2 separate regions of the Mus musculus genome follow, and region 1 is linked to region 2. Evidence: chromatin contacts called from public Hi-C data. All regions are on one chromosome and are shown on one strand. The core of a region is the stretch at or near the end of the contact, and the rest is flanking DNA. Distances in the headings are between cores, read along the strand shown. Region 1 has its middle 88 kb from the start of 4930533N22Rik. Region 2 overlaps Slco3a1 (solute carrier organic anion transporter family, member 3a1).

Evidence for each region. Hi-C and Micro-C count contacts between places; a contact is called where the count stands out from the background.
Region 1: a Hi-C map of the N1E-115 cell line shows a contact between it and region 2, with 2.9 times the contacts expected there. The contact joins two enhancer-like sites. A contact is called at or near these places in 1 of 484 Hi-C or Micro-C datasets (the N1E-115 cell line) and 1 of 115 datasets of contacts at active chromatin or transcription factors (kidney).

What each region holds. Positions count from the first base shown.
Region 1 is chr7:74,939,333-74,945,252 of GRCm38.p6, reverse strand. No RefSeq gene overlaps it. Among named protein-coding and RNA genes, the nearest start is that of 4930533N22Rik, 88 kb to the left of the region's middle. Within about 2 kb of position 2,177, at least 9 of the 459 cell types and tissues checked have an H3K27ac peak or open chromatin away from gene starts, as enhancers often do. A contact at or near this core is called in the N1E-115 cell line, where this site is marked.
Region 2 is chr7:74,422,069-74,428,544 of GRCm38.p6, reverse strand. The region is part of intron 2 of Slco3a1 (solute carrier organic anion transporter family, member 3a1); the gene reads left to right. Among named protein-coding and RNA genes, the nearest start is that of Slco3a1, 130 kb to the left of the region's middle. Within about 2 kb of position 1,299, at least 23 of the 459 cell types and tissues checked have an H3K27ac peak or open chromatin away from gene starts, as enhancers often do. A contact at or near this core is called in the N1E-115 cell line, where this site is marked.

The sequences.
Region 1 (5,920 bases), core at 928-3,427, 520 kb before region 2:
GAAATCCTCTTTTCAGTTGTGTCTAATATGCCATTCAATTTCTGTATTGAGCTTAATCCCAGCAACTATGTTTACATTTATTTTATCTTCCAACCTGTCTGATTATTTGCTTATGTCTCCTTTCACTGTGACATTTTCCACTTTTGTAAAAATCAAGTGGTCTTAAACGTACTTAGTTTATTACAATTAATAGCATAACACTTTCTTCTGGAAGTCTGAAGTGTTAGGAAACAAATTTTCTCATGTTATAGCTGTAAGCTTTCTGTTGGCTTGTTTCCTTTTATCGTTTGTAAAATGCCGTGGTGAGGCCACAGTCAGTGGGAGTATTAACTCTATGGGAATTGAAACTAATCTTGTTTGAGGAAATGTTGCCAAAATCTGCTTCCACATTTGTTTGTGCCAGGTCTGAGAGTTTTTCCATTACATGGCCAGTTTTTATGTTGAACTCTCAATATTGGTATTCCAACATCATAGAGATTTAAATCTTTGGAAATGCAAAAAAAAACCACACATCTAGGTCTTGTTCTATAAAAGGATTAGGACTGGAGAGGGAGGGTAGCTGGGCCTCTCGGAAAGGATGCATATCTCCACCATATGCTCCTTCTAGGGTTTTGCATGTAGAGCAGAGCCCATTAGTAGCTGGCATGTTGAATCCTGAAGAACCTGGAAGGAAGACAGTCTCACCCATGCCAAAATGAATCTTCATTCCAGCACAGACAACTAGCAGCTTGGATTCCAAAGGACACAAAGCTGGAAAAATCTATGTTCTCTGCTTAATACTCTCAGAAGCTCAAGCTGCTCATCCCATTATTTTAAGTGGAATCACCGGAGAGTGTTAAATATGTTAGTGTCTTAAAATTCAAAGCTATAACTTCCTGTTGCAACACATGTTGGGCTCCTGTGGGTACACATGGCTTCCTAGCCCTATTCTCTTCTGAGTGTTCTTTCAGTGTAGACATCTGTGGCTCTCAACAGGTAAGGGACTGATTTTAAAAGTTTTGCTAGCTAGGTGACCAACAATTATTGCCATTTATTAAGAACTCTATACATCAGACCTCACATAATTGATTTATATTAATCATTTCATTGCATCATTTAAAGCCTCATAGTATTCTGTTTTTAACATAGTATTCTGTTTTAAAGTGTGAGTTAGAGAATTTATTAATTTATATATGGCTATTGTCTTAGTTACATACACTGTGACCAAGGCAAATCTTATAAAGGACATTTAATTGGAGCTGGCTTACAGGTTCAGACGTTCAGCCCATTATCATCAGGGTGGGGTCATGGCAGCATCCAGGCAGAGATGGGGATAGAGGAGCTGAGAGTTCCACCTCTTATTCTGAAGGCGGCTGGGAGAAGACTGGCTTCCAGGGAGTCAGGGTGTGGATCTTAAAGCCCATTCTCACGATGACACACTTCCTCCAAGACTACACCTACCTCCAAGGAGGTCACACACCTCCTAATAGTGTCACTCTCTGGGCCCAGCATATTTAAACCATCACCATCAGTGACTTAAACATTTGAACTTGTCCTAGGGCAACCTGCACCACAGCTTTGTTATGCTTTGCTATCAGGCCTCACCATATTGCTCAGGGTGACCTTGAACTTCTGGCTTGGCCTCCCAAGTCCTGGGATTACAGGTATTTACACCACATCCCACTGCCACATCCCACTCTTAAGCTCCAAGCATCCTGTTGCTGTTGGCATTGAGATTGCTTATTCTGCCACATGATAGAGACGAAGAAATTATAAAGCAACGTAAAAACACTTTTGGTGATTTTTAGTATTTTTAAATATAATCATCAAAAATATTAGTGTGCTACAACAATTTTAATATCAACACTGTCTATTTTTCCACAAACCATGAAAATGTCTCTGAAATACCACTCATTTGGCACATTTATATTCTAACTTGGCTCAGACACATTGGTTGGTTATTAAATCCTGACTGTTACACTGGAAGTAGATGGTATCTATACTTGCTCTGAAGTATTAGAAATTTTATGATGATACTCACAGGAGATGGCACCGGGGCAGCAGTTTATGCTTCTGGAATTCCCGATGCATTTTGAGTGATTTGTCTTCCCACATATTGAAGCTCTAGATCACACTTTGTGTCTGCTCAGCCTTGTGTGTTGGCCTGAGTGAGGAGGAATTTCTGCCAGGAACAGTAACTAAGGAAACGCATGAGAGGAGAAGGCTGTGCTTTCCCAAGAAAGAGACCAGAGGAGTTCTTCCTGTACTGAGGCTGAGCTTAGGATCTAGTTCATACTCTAACCAAACTATAGTTCTTGCCCTTGTACCTTGTGTTTCGAGACATGCTCTTGCTAGCCAAGCTGGCCAGCCTTGAATTCAGTCTGTATAACAGTCAGGCTTGGAATTTATAATCCTCCTTCAACAGTTTCTGAGTAGCTAGCTAACATGCCTGGTTAGAAATTTCACATTTTTCCTCAATGATAAAAGCTATTTTATCATTCAAGAAAATATGGAAAAGATTTAAAAGGATAAAAGCTGTATTCATAATTCTATCAGCTAAGACACCCACTGTTACATAATTGAGTTATGTATGTATGCCTTCTATTTGTATATTTTTGTGATTTTGTTTTTGATAGTTACCATTGAACTATAGAACCAAATCTGTTCAGGTTAATCATAAAAGTTAATAATATTAATATTTCTTAATATGATATCAAGTGTTTTCACAAAAGTTCCATGCTTAGTATAGATATGCCTTTTACCTGAATATTTTACATATGCCAAATACTCAGGACTGAGTTGATTTCACAGTGGGCCTCCTTGAACTGTATTTCCTGGCAGCCGATGATGATAACCATCTGTCCTCTCTATTCACAGCACACCCTTAAGTCTGATGATGTCTCCTCCCTCGGCTTCTCCTGGATGTGATCCAGGTTTTAGTTGATCCTAAGCAGCAGTAGGATGTATCAAATTGTCCCTGTAATGGCAGAGGACTGCCACCAACTCTTAACTGCAGTCTAGTCTTTTGAAAAGTCATTCTTTGATGGTATACTGCAGCACGGCACAATGAACACTTTGAATCCTATGTAGCATGCTTCTTAGATTTGTCTTCTTTCAACTCACACCTTCCCAAGCTCAGCACTATCTAGCATGCTGTATTCGCTGTAGATTGGAGTTTCTAATTAGAATGCACCTAAATGTGAAAAAGAAGTTGCTACAGAATAAACACACCATGGTGACATTGAAGACAACAAAATGGTAGTGATTGGTTAAACTCTCATCTGCTTATATTAATTTAGCAGCAATTAAAACACAAGAGGAATAAATATAAAGTGCGCTCTCTCCCTCTCTCTCTCTCTGTCTCTCCCTCCCCCTCCCCCTGTGTGTGTGTGTGCACACACACACACACACACACACACACACACGCTCCCATGTGTGCACATGCTTGCTCAGCCAATGAGCTAGCTGCCTCAGTGATTCCAATTTCTGCTGAAGACCCCAGGGTTTGTGCTGAGAATCTAAGGTTTCCCTGAGAACCACTGGTCTTCAGTCCACATTTGCATGATGAATCTGTTCAGACAGCAGCAAAGACTGGTATTGTGACCAGCCACAGTGTAGATGCACACTTCATCAAATGTGAATGTGGGCAAACAGGAAACGCTATTTTCTCTTCAGACAGCTTTCTATCTGGGCCTCTACCCGAAGCTTTTGCCTACTTTAAGGGAAGGACCTAGTCCTTCAGTCAATTCTTTCTATGGTTTTAATTGACAAATATTGTGTATTTATGATATATAATATGGTGTTTTGAGAATTACCTTCATTTTGAAATGGCTGAATTGATCTTACTAAAATATGCATTCCTTCATATGTTTATCATTTGCACTGTGGTGGGAACAATATCCCTCTTCGAGTACACAGAGCATGGCTAACTAGTGCAACCAAGGTGTACAGTAGACTTTCTACCTTGTGTCTAACTGAAAATTTACATCTTTGATGGACAACTTTCTGGTCTCCCTCCTCGAGATGATTTCTGCTTTCAACTCTCTGGGTCTCTGTGTCTAAAACTGTTTTAGATTCTGCATGAGAGATCACCTTGCATTTGCCTCTGTGGCTTGGTCATTTCATGTCACACAATGGCCTCTAAGCATGAATCTCTAGAATCATCTGTATTTTCACAAATATTTAAGAAAAACATTTCAATTTTATTCATTCATTCATTCATTCATTCATTCATATGTGTGTGTGTGTGTGTGTGTGTGTGTGTATGTGTGTGTGTGTGTGTGTGTGCCCGCGTGCATGTGTATTTAGGCACCATAGAACAAGTATGGAGGTCAGAGAACAGCTTGCTAAATCAGCTCTGTTTTTTCACTAATGAAGGTTCTGGGACTGAATTCAAGCTTGAAAGAAACTCCCCCAAATTAGCCATCTCACTGGCCTGGTAAGATTGTGTTTTCCTCTTTGGCAACAACCATCCCGACAGTTGTGAGGTGATAACTTTGGACTTTGCACTTCAATAATTTTTAAGAAAGTAGATCTCATGTTAAATAAAAAAGGAAGGAAATATTTCAGAGTAAAACAACATTACCATAACATACCTTTTAACATCTCACTAAAATTCTTTATTTTGTACATACATACATATAAACATACATACATACCATACACACACATATACATACATATGTATTCCTAAATATAACCTATTGAGTCCATCTTTTATTTTTTGGGATTGCATTTACATCATTTACCTCTTTTCTTTTGTCCTTCTAAGCTCTTGCATCACCCCCTCTCTCTCTCTTTAAAATCCACAGGCAACTTTTTAAAGATTATTTGGTAGATAAGTCCACAGGGACTGGACTCCACACAACTCTGCATTTTAGTTGGTTGTAGGTTTCTGCAATTGTTCTAATTCCAGCAGATTAAAAGAGAAGCTTTTAAAATTAGGGACAAGAACTACATTCGTTTGTACAGCAAATATTTAGACTGTAGTTAGGGGTTATACTGGTTGAATAAGATAGTGGTTATATACCACATTTTACTACTCAGCTATTAAAAAGAATGAATTTATGAAATTCCTAGGCAAATGGATGGACCTGGAGGGCATCATCCTGAGTGAGGTAACCCAATCACAAAAGAACTCACATGATATGTACTCACTGATAAGTGGGTATTAGCCCAGAAACTTAGAATACCCAAGATACAAGATACAATCTGCAAAACACATAAAACTCAAGAAGAACAAAGACCAAAGTGTGGACACTTTGCCCCTTCTTAAAATTGGGAAGAAAACACCCATGGAAGGAGTTACAGAGACAAAGGTTGGAACTGAGACGAAAGGATGCACCATCTAGAGACTGCCATACCCGGGGATCCATCCCATAATCAGCCTCCAAACGCTGACACCATTGCATACACTAGCAAGATTTTGCTGAAAGGACCCTGATGTAGCTGTCTCTTGTGAGGCTATGCTGGGGCCTAGCAAACACAGAAGTGGATGCTCATAGTCAGCTATTGGATAGATCATAGGGCACCCAATGGAGGAGCTAGAGAAAGTACCCAAGGAGCTAAAGGGGTCTGAAACCCTGTAGGTGGAACAACAATATGAACTAACCAGTACCCCTGGAGCTCATGTCTCTAGCTGCATATGTATCAGAAGATGGCCTAGTCAGCCATCAGTGGAAAGAGAGGCCCATTGGTCTTGCAAACTTTATATGCCTCAGTACAGGGGAACGCCAGGGCCAAGAAGTGGGAGTGGGTGGGTAGGGGAGTGGGGTATGGGGGGACTTTGGGGATAGGATTGGAAATGTAAATGAAGAAAATACCTAATTAAAATAAAAATTTAAAAAAAGATACTGGTTATATGTTATCCACGATCCATGATTTCACTAGACTGAATAGCTAGCTAGGTTTCCGGTACCAGATATGATGTTCCTCTTGTTGG
Region 2 (6,476 bases), core at 50-2,549:
AATTACCATAGGAAAGGCTTGAGGAATGTCTGTACCAAAAAAAGCCAGTTTAGCAGCAGTCAACCCAGTGTTCTCATCCCTTTTCGATCTTCCCCAGGACACTTACTAATAGCTCCTGCATATTGGGAACCATCCATCAGCCGCTTACTGATTGCTATTGGTCCACCATCATAAATCTTTATGCATCTTTTTTGTAATGAGTGAACATCTACCATGACTAGAATTTGATCTAGGCCTTCGCTTCTAGTTAGAATACATCAACCATTCTTGGCTACAAAACAAATTTTATTTAATTTGTCTCTCCCTTAACTTTGTTGTTAGCAGTTATACAATGTTTCATTTTTTTCCCACAGAGGAGGGTTCTTTTTTTTTTTTTAATCTCTTGAAACAATAATAGCTTTGTTGAGTTAAGTCCCATGCGCAGTTGTAAATGAGGGGATGGGAGCCCCTGGACAGTCCCTGGAGCCTCTCAAGCTTTTGTCATCCATTGTTTTCAGATAGTCAACATGGCGGTTGCCAGTGTATCTAGAGTGCCCCCCCCCAACATTTTCATTGTCAAGCAGCAACTCCAAGCCACTCTTCTGCCTTTCTGTGATGCCACAGCAGCCAACTTTGAGCTGTCTGCCTGTAACATAGAAGCTAGAGTGAGCCCAATACAACACTGGTTTAGGTATGGTTTGATTTGGGATTTTTGTCCGTACTACAAGGTACATGTGTTAAAATCTTAGTCTCCTGGCTAGAGGTATCAAGAGATGCTCTGTCAAGTAGGGCCTTATGGGAAGTCCTGATGTCACTAGGGATATACCCACCCCAGAAGGGATTATGGGTCTATACCCATTGTCCTCTCTCTGCTCCAGTTCAACATGTGAACCCTGAATTACAACATTTTCGCCCTATGATGTGCCACCATCTGTCACCTTCCTCTAAGAACAACCCTTTGAGATCTCATATTGACCTTGAAACTTCCAGAACTCTGAGATAAGTGAACTCCTCTGTGCACCAGAGTGGCTTTCATCAGATATTTTGTTTTAATGATGGAAAGTTCACTGCTTCATCCCTAAATGCCAAAGTTCTTATCAATATACAATTGAGGCCTCTCTTGAGCAAGGTTACCTGCCACTCTCTAAGGCTTCCACTGTGATAAAGCATCATTATGCTTCCTGTTCTTCTAGAATGTTCCAGAAATGGTACTGCCTGATAACATTATATTTTCTTCCCTTTCTGCCAGGGACACCTTGCTCTGATGTTCAAGTGGTTCATTTCCTCACTTATGTCTGGTGTCTGTCACTTGCCATGGTATCAGACAGGATTTCCTGTGCCACCGTGTAAATTAACTGCTCTCCTCCCAACCCTTCAGCAACAGTTAGTGGCTAACTTCTTCCCTGCTTTTTATTAACCCCTTGAATTTTAGCTGTGTGGGGTGTCAACTTGGTCATCTGTTTACTGTCTTTCTCCTTTTACCATGGGGATGTCAGCTGTGTAATACAGGAGACTGGCTTTGCTCTCAGCAGTGTGCTGAGCTCCTGCAGTGTTGCTAGATGGGCTGGCTGAGATCAGGGCCTGATTGCTGCTCAGAGGGTTGGTCATCACCTGTAGATGCTGATGCGACCAGGATCTGTTACAAGCAACATCTGGGAATGTCATGAAATGTCTCAGTTAGTGTAACCTAGAACAGCTTAGCCTTCCAGCGTTCCCCAAGTTCAAAGGGGAAGCCTGTCAGAACTGAGGTAAGGTTCAAGGACTCATCATGATTTGGGTATGGATTGTAACCTTGGGATGGAGTGGAGGGAGACAGTACAGAGACTGAAGGAAGAGGAGAAAGGCAGAAGACAAATCCCTGAATAAGTGGGCCAGGAATGCCAGTAACACCTCATTGCTCAAGATAGGTGTCCTTTATTAGCAAGTGTCATTTATGGCAGGTACGCTGTGTACCAAGGACCAGTGTTTGTTCTTACTGCCTCGCACACATGATTGCTGTGCCTTCCTTTTGGGTTCACACCTTTGAGATTGGAACAGTTCTACCTTAACTAGGTATCTTACCCAAAGATATCAGTTTGGGTACCAGAAAAGAACAGGGTTTGCACTTTTTGCCTATTGGTGTCCTTGCAATGAAGCATGCGCAGAGGAAGTGTAGATCTCTAAGATTATTTCCTGTCCCTGATGTTCTAGTCTGGGAATATTATCACTTTAAAACCAAAGGACTGTCTGTGTCATTCTGGCTGTGACTTGATATAAAACACTAACAAAATCTATACGTAGAGTAGGCATGAGCTCTGAACAGTGGTACCAGAATTGGTTACCCATGGAGAGCATGTTGATGCAGTGAAATGCCTTATCTAGCTAGTATTCTTTCTGTTCTTTGACTGCTTCTCTCAGGCTTAGGGGGTACTTGAAGGTTGCATTCCAGTCTCAGTATACTCACAGGGTGCTAGAGAGAGTGCTAACTTGTTACAGAGAAGTGGCCAAACAACTTTTCTGTAGTTTATGAGGAAGAAAGTATCACCTATCCAGTGTAAAAGTTCAAGTGCAGTTGCAGTTTATCCTTCAAAGCTGCTATAAACCTTCCACTGGAGACCCTAGCTCCCCTGATCCTCCAAGAAATAGTGACCTGGAAGACCTGGGAATGTGGCTTCATGAGAAAGAGGAATTTAAGCCTTAGCTTGACTGGAGGAAGAAAGGGAGGTTGTGGATAGGTGGATGAGACATTATATTGCAGACTTTGAAGCCAGATGATAGAGTAACCACTGCAATGGGGCAAGGCACGGCTGTTCTTAACATAGATGGGAATGAATTTTACACTTTGATTCCTTGAATGTATCCATGTTCTGAGCGGCTGGTGTTGGCATTCCCATTTCACACATAGTAATGTGCAAGCTCATAGATCCTGTAGATGGTACTGAGTCAAGTGGCAAAAACTCCTGTTGAAAAATGTGTTCCTTTTTCTCTCATAGTTCTACACTGAACATGGCCTTGTACTTTGGGCCAGTCACTGAGTTAACTGTTGTAGTGACCGGGCCTCAGACCTTGTGGCCTTTGAGGACAGAGACCCTGATGTGATGGGAAGCCAAATGCTGTGCTGTGTCTCTGTATTCTGATTTGATGATGGGATCATTTCATAGGGAACTGTTCATGACAGAGGCATGTCCAGCTAAGCCCTGTGCTGGGTTACACTCCTCTGCCTAGGATGGACATTATTAAGATTATTATAAATGATCCTTTTTTTTTCAATTATATAGAAAAAAGTCAGTCACAGTCAAAAAGTTTCACTTTGTTGAAACCCCGCTAGGAGGGAGACCTTTCCTAAAGTTATGCAGTCTGAAGGACATGTAGAGGGGCTTATGCAAGTAGCACTGTTGGGACAAAGCTTATGCCTGCATCATGCATCTGCCGCACATAACTCTGTAGCATTGGACAAGACACGGAGTCTCTCCAGATATTAATTTCTCAGTTACTCAAATGACAATGGGACAGTGTTCTCTTAAACAGGTTACAGGGAAGTTGCAGGGATTCAGGGAGGTATTGTATATACAAGGTTGAACATTCGTAGTACACATTTGGCAAAAACAGATGAATCCCCTGTATTAGTTATTCTTGCGCTGCTATGACCACCATACCTGACTGAAGAAACAACTTCAGAGAAGAGAGACTTATTCTGGCCCAGTGTTTCAGAGAGTTTCAGCCCATATCAGCCAGAAACCAGGGAACCACATCTCAGTACATGCAGGTGTGCAGAGACTCTTCAGAGCCTGGTAGACCAGGAGACTGAGAGATTAGTAGGAGCCAAGGGCCTGGTAGAACCGCATCTCCAAGTAGGCCCTGCCTCCTAAAGTTCCACAGTCTAGCAGAATAGCTCCACCAACTGGCCACCATGCACTCAAACTGGAGTTAGTGGGGATGTTTCAGATTCAAGCTACACTAATTCCCTTGCCTGCCCACTTCCCCTCTTCATCCTCTTGGTAACTAGTGCAGCACAACCTTGCTTCTAGGGAGCGAGTCTGAGAGGCCCCACTGTCGCTGTTTCAGCCTGAAACTTCTGCATAAGCTCATTTGTCTAAACCATGGCAGAGGAGAAATACATGAAAAAAAAAAAAAGTACATTTTTTTGTTCACCCTCCTCCAAGGAAAATGAGAAGCCAGGCCAGGCTATTCCCCTAGGTCTGCACAGTTCACTGAGCTGCTCGGGGCAACTGACCACCTGCTGCCTCTTTTTAATATCATAGGAGTCGAAGCCAAATACCTGGGCAGGGACTTGAAGCAAAGGTAGAATAAAGCAAGTGCTGGAAGGAAACCCAGCCCTCCGGGGAGGGCTGTGAGATCAAGAATGGTCTGCGATTAGGGTTTCTTTTCAAGCCTGTACTTTAAATTACAGTCATAATTTATTGCTATTATGAGCACTGAACTATGCTTGCCCTGGGCTCTGTAAACATGGGAAATCAGCCAGGCCTGGTAGCAGCAGTGTGCCAATAGCTAAGAAAGGGGCCTCGGGGCTCGAGAGCCATGAGAGAGTGCAGACCTACCCCCTGCCTTCTGCCACAGAAAACCTACCTTGTCCTCTCCAGTGTGTGCTCACTATGATACTTCCCCTCCAGAAACCACATTCATTCAAATTGCTGAGTTCCTCCTGTGCCAGGTTGTGTCGGGGAGGCAGAAAGGAAAATGGGAGCTTTCAGGACACTGTGCTACTTCATGAGGGAATAAGGCTGGGGGTTTTCAGACCCCAGGCATTCTGGGAATTCAGTTAATTGGTGAATGGAAGAATAAGAGAAAGATGGAGGACTGGAGGACCAGGCCCAGAACTAATGTAAAGAAAGCCAATCTGGCTATGAGGACTGACCCCTCCCTCACGGGGGGAGGGGTGGTGGTAAGTTCCAGTGTCCTGTTTGTAGTCTTCCCCGAGTCTGGTGCATTCTAATGTGGTTCCATTGTCTAAGCAGGTATGGCAGATGGAAGACTTGGGCAGTGGTAGTTATCTCTGTAGCAGAAGAGTGGAGTGGAGTGGGCATTGGGTGAGTTTCAACATCTCTGTGCTGGGGCCATAGTGTACTATTCTGAGGTATGTGGAACTGGCTGTCCAAGAAAAGAAATGTGGCATGAAGCTTGCTTTGGAAGATAAGGGAGCTGTTTGTCCTTTGGGTGTCTGTTACATTCCCCTTCTCAAATTCAAGGCTAGCAGAAGAAAGCGGAAGTGGCAACTTTGTGTCCAGGATATGGGAAAGGGGCCTTTGTACTAAATAGCCATGTATTTGAGTGCTGGGAAGAGAAATGCCAGTATGAGGTGTATGGATTGTCTCAGGGATACTTGAGAAGAGGGGGAAACAAATCCTCAGTGTATGACTTTCCTCTTGATGCAGGGACACCCCAAAGACAGATGGGAGAATGCACACAGACTTTCAATAATGAGCTATGTAGAGACAGGGAGGGCATCCAAGGGGGAAGCAAAAGACAGCACATGTAGAAAGCCAGATTGGAGATGCGGGGGGGGATTGAGATTGCAAACAAAAGAAACATTAACTGGAGATGGTGGCATGGGTTGTGGCTTCGGTAGTGCCAGGGGACAGAGAGGGACAGACTGAAGAAGATATGCATGAAAGCCAAAAGGAGGAGTCCTGGATGGAAGCCAGGGACTTATTAGATTTTAACAGCTTTTCCAGTAAGTACCTTTGTGTCCTTGACTAAGTCACCTGGAGGTCCCAGGTGAGGGGCTGCTGCCATCACTTCTTCTCTACTGTCTATATAGCATCTTAGTGGCACAGTGGGGACCCTGGTGGTGACTTACAGCTGTGATCTGGGTTATATCTACCTCAACTTGTGCTACCTCAGCCTGGTAACTTCCAGAACTCAGTGCCTCCTTATCCTGTCCCCAGCCTGGCCCATGCACATGCCTCGCAGGGCTTGCTCTTAGAGTCAGCAGCAGCTGCAGGTGGCCATCACATGTCTGGATACTTCCCTTCTGCAAGAATGGTCAGTTCTAAAGTTCCCAGCTCAGGTTAATTCACTCTCCTTAAGTCAGGTAAGTCAGGAGACATGAAACAGAAAGAGGACCGCTGTGTCTCAGGCCTCCAGGAGAGGGGCATTCTAGGTCACCTGTGGGCTCTGTTTGACTGCATGGACGCAGTGGGAAGATCTCAGCAAGCTCTCAAAGAGATCACTTTACCACGGTGCCTGCCCGATGAGCCTGGGGACTGATAGTGACATGACTGTGGCATGGGGGGATACTGCTGTCGCCTCGTTCATTGACGCTAGACCTAGAACAAGCCACCAGTGGAGTTGGCCCTCCTCCCCCTCTTCCCAGGAGGCTATATTTAGAGCTCTCTAACTGAACTGAGCTGCCACTGTGAACCGTGTATCTTAATGAGGACCATGTGCGTCATTAACAAGGCAGGTGCGTGCAGCCAGCGAGGATGCTTTCACTCCATACCTTGGTGGGTGTGAGCTGGTGGCTGAAGCTTCAGCTCCACACGCGTGGCATTGCTCAC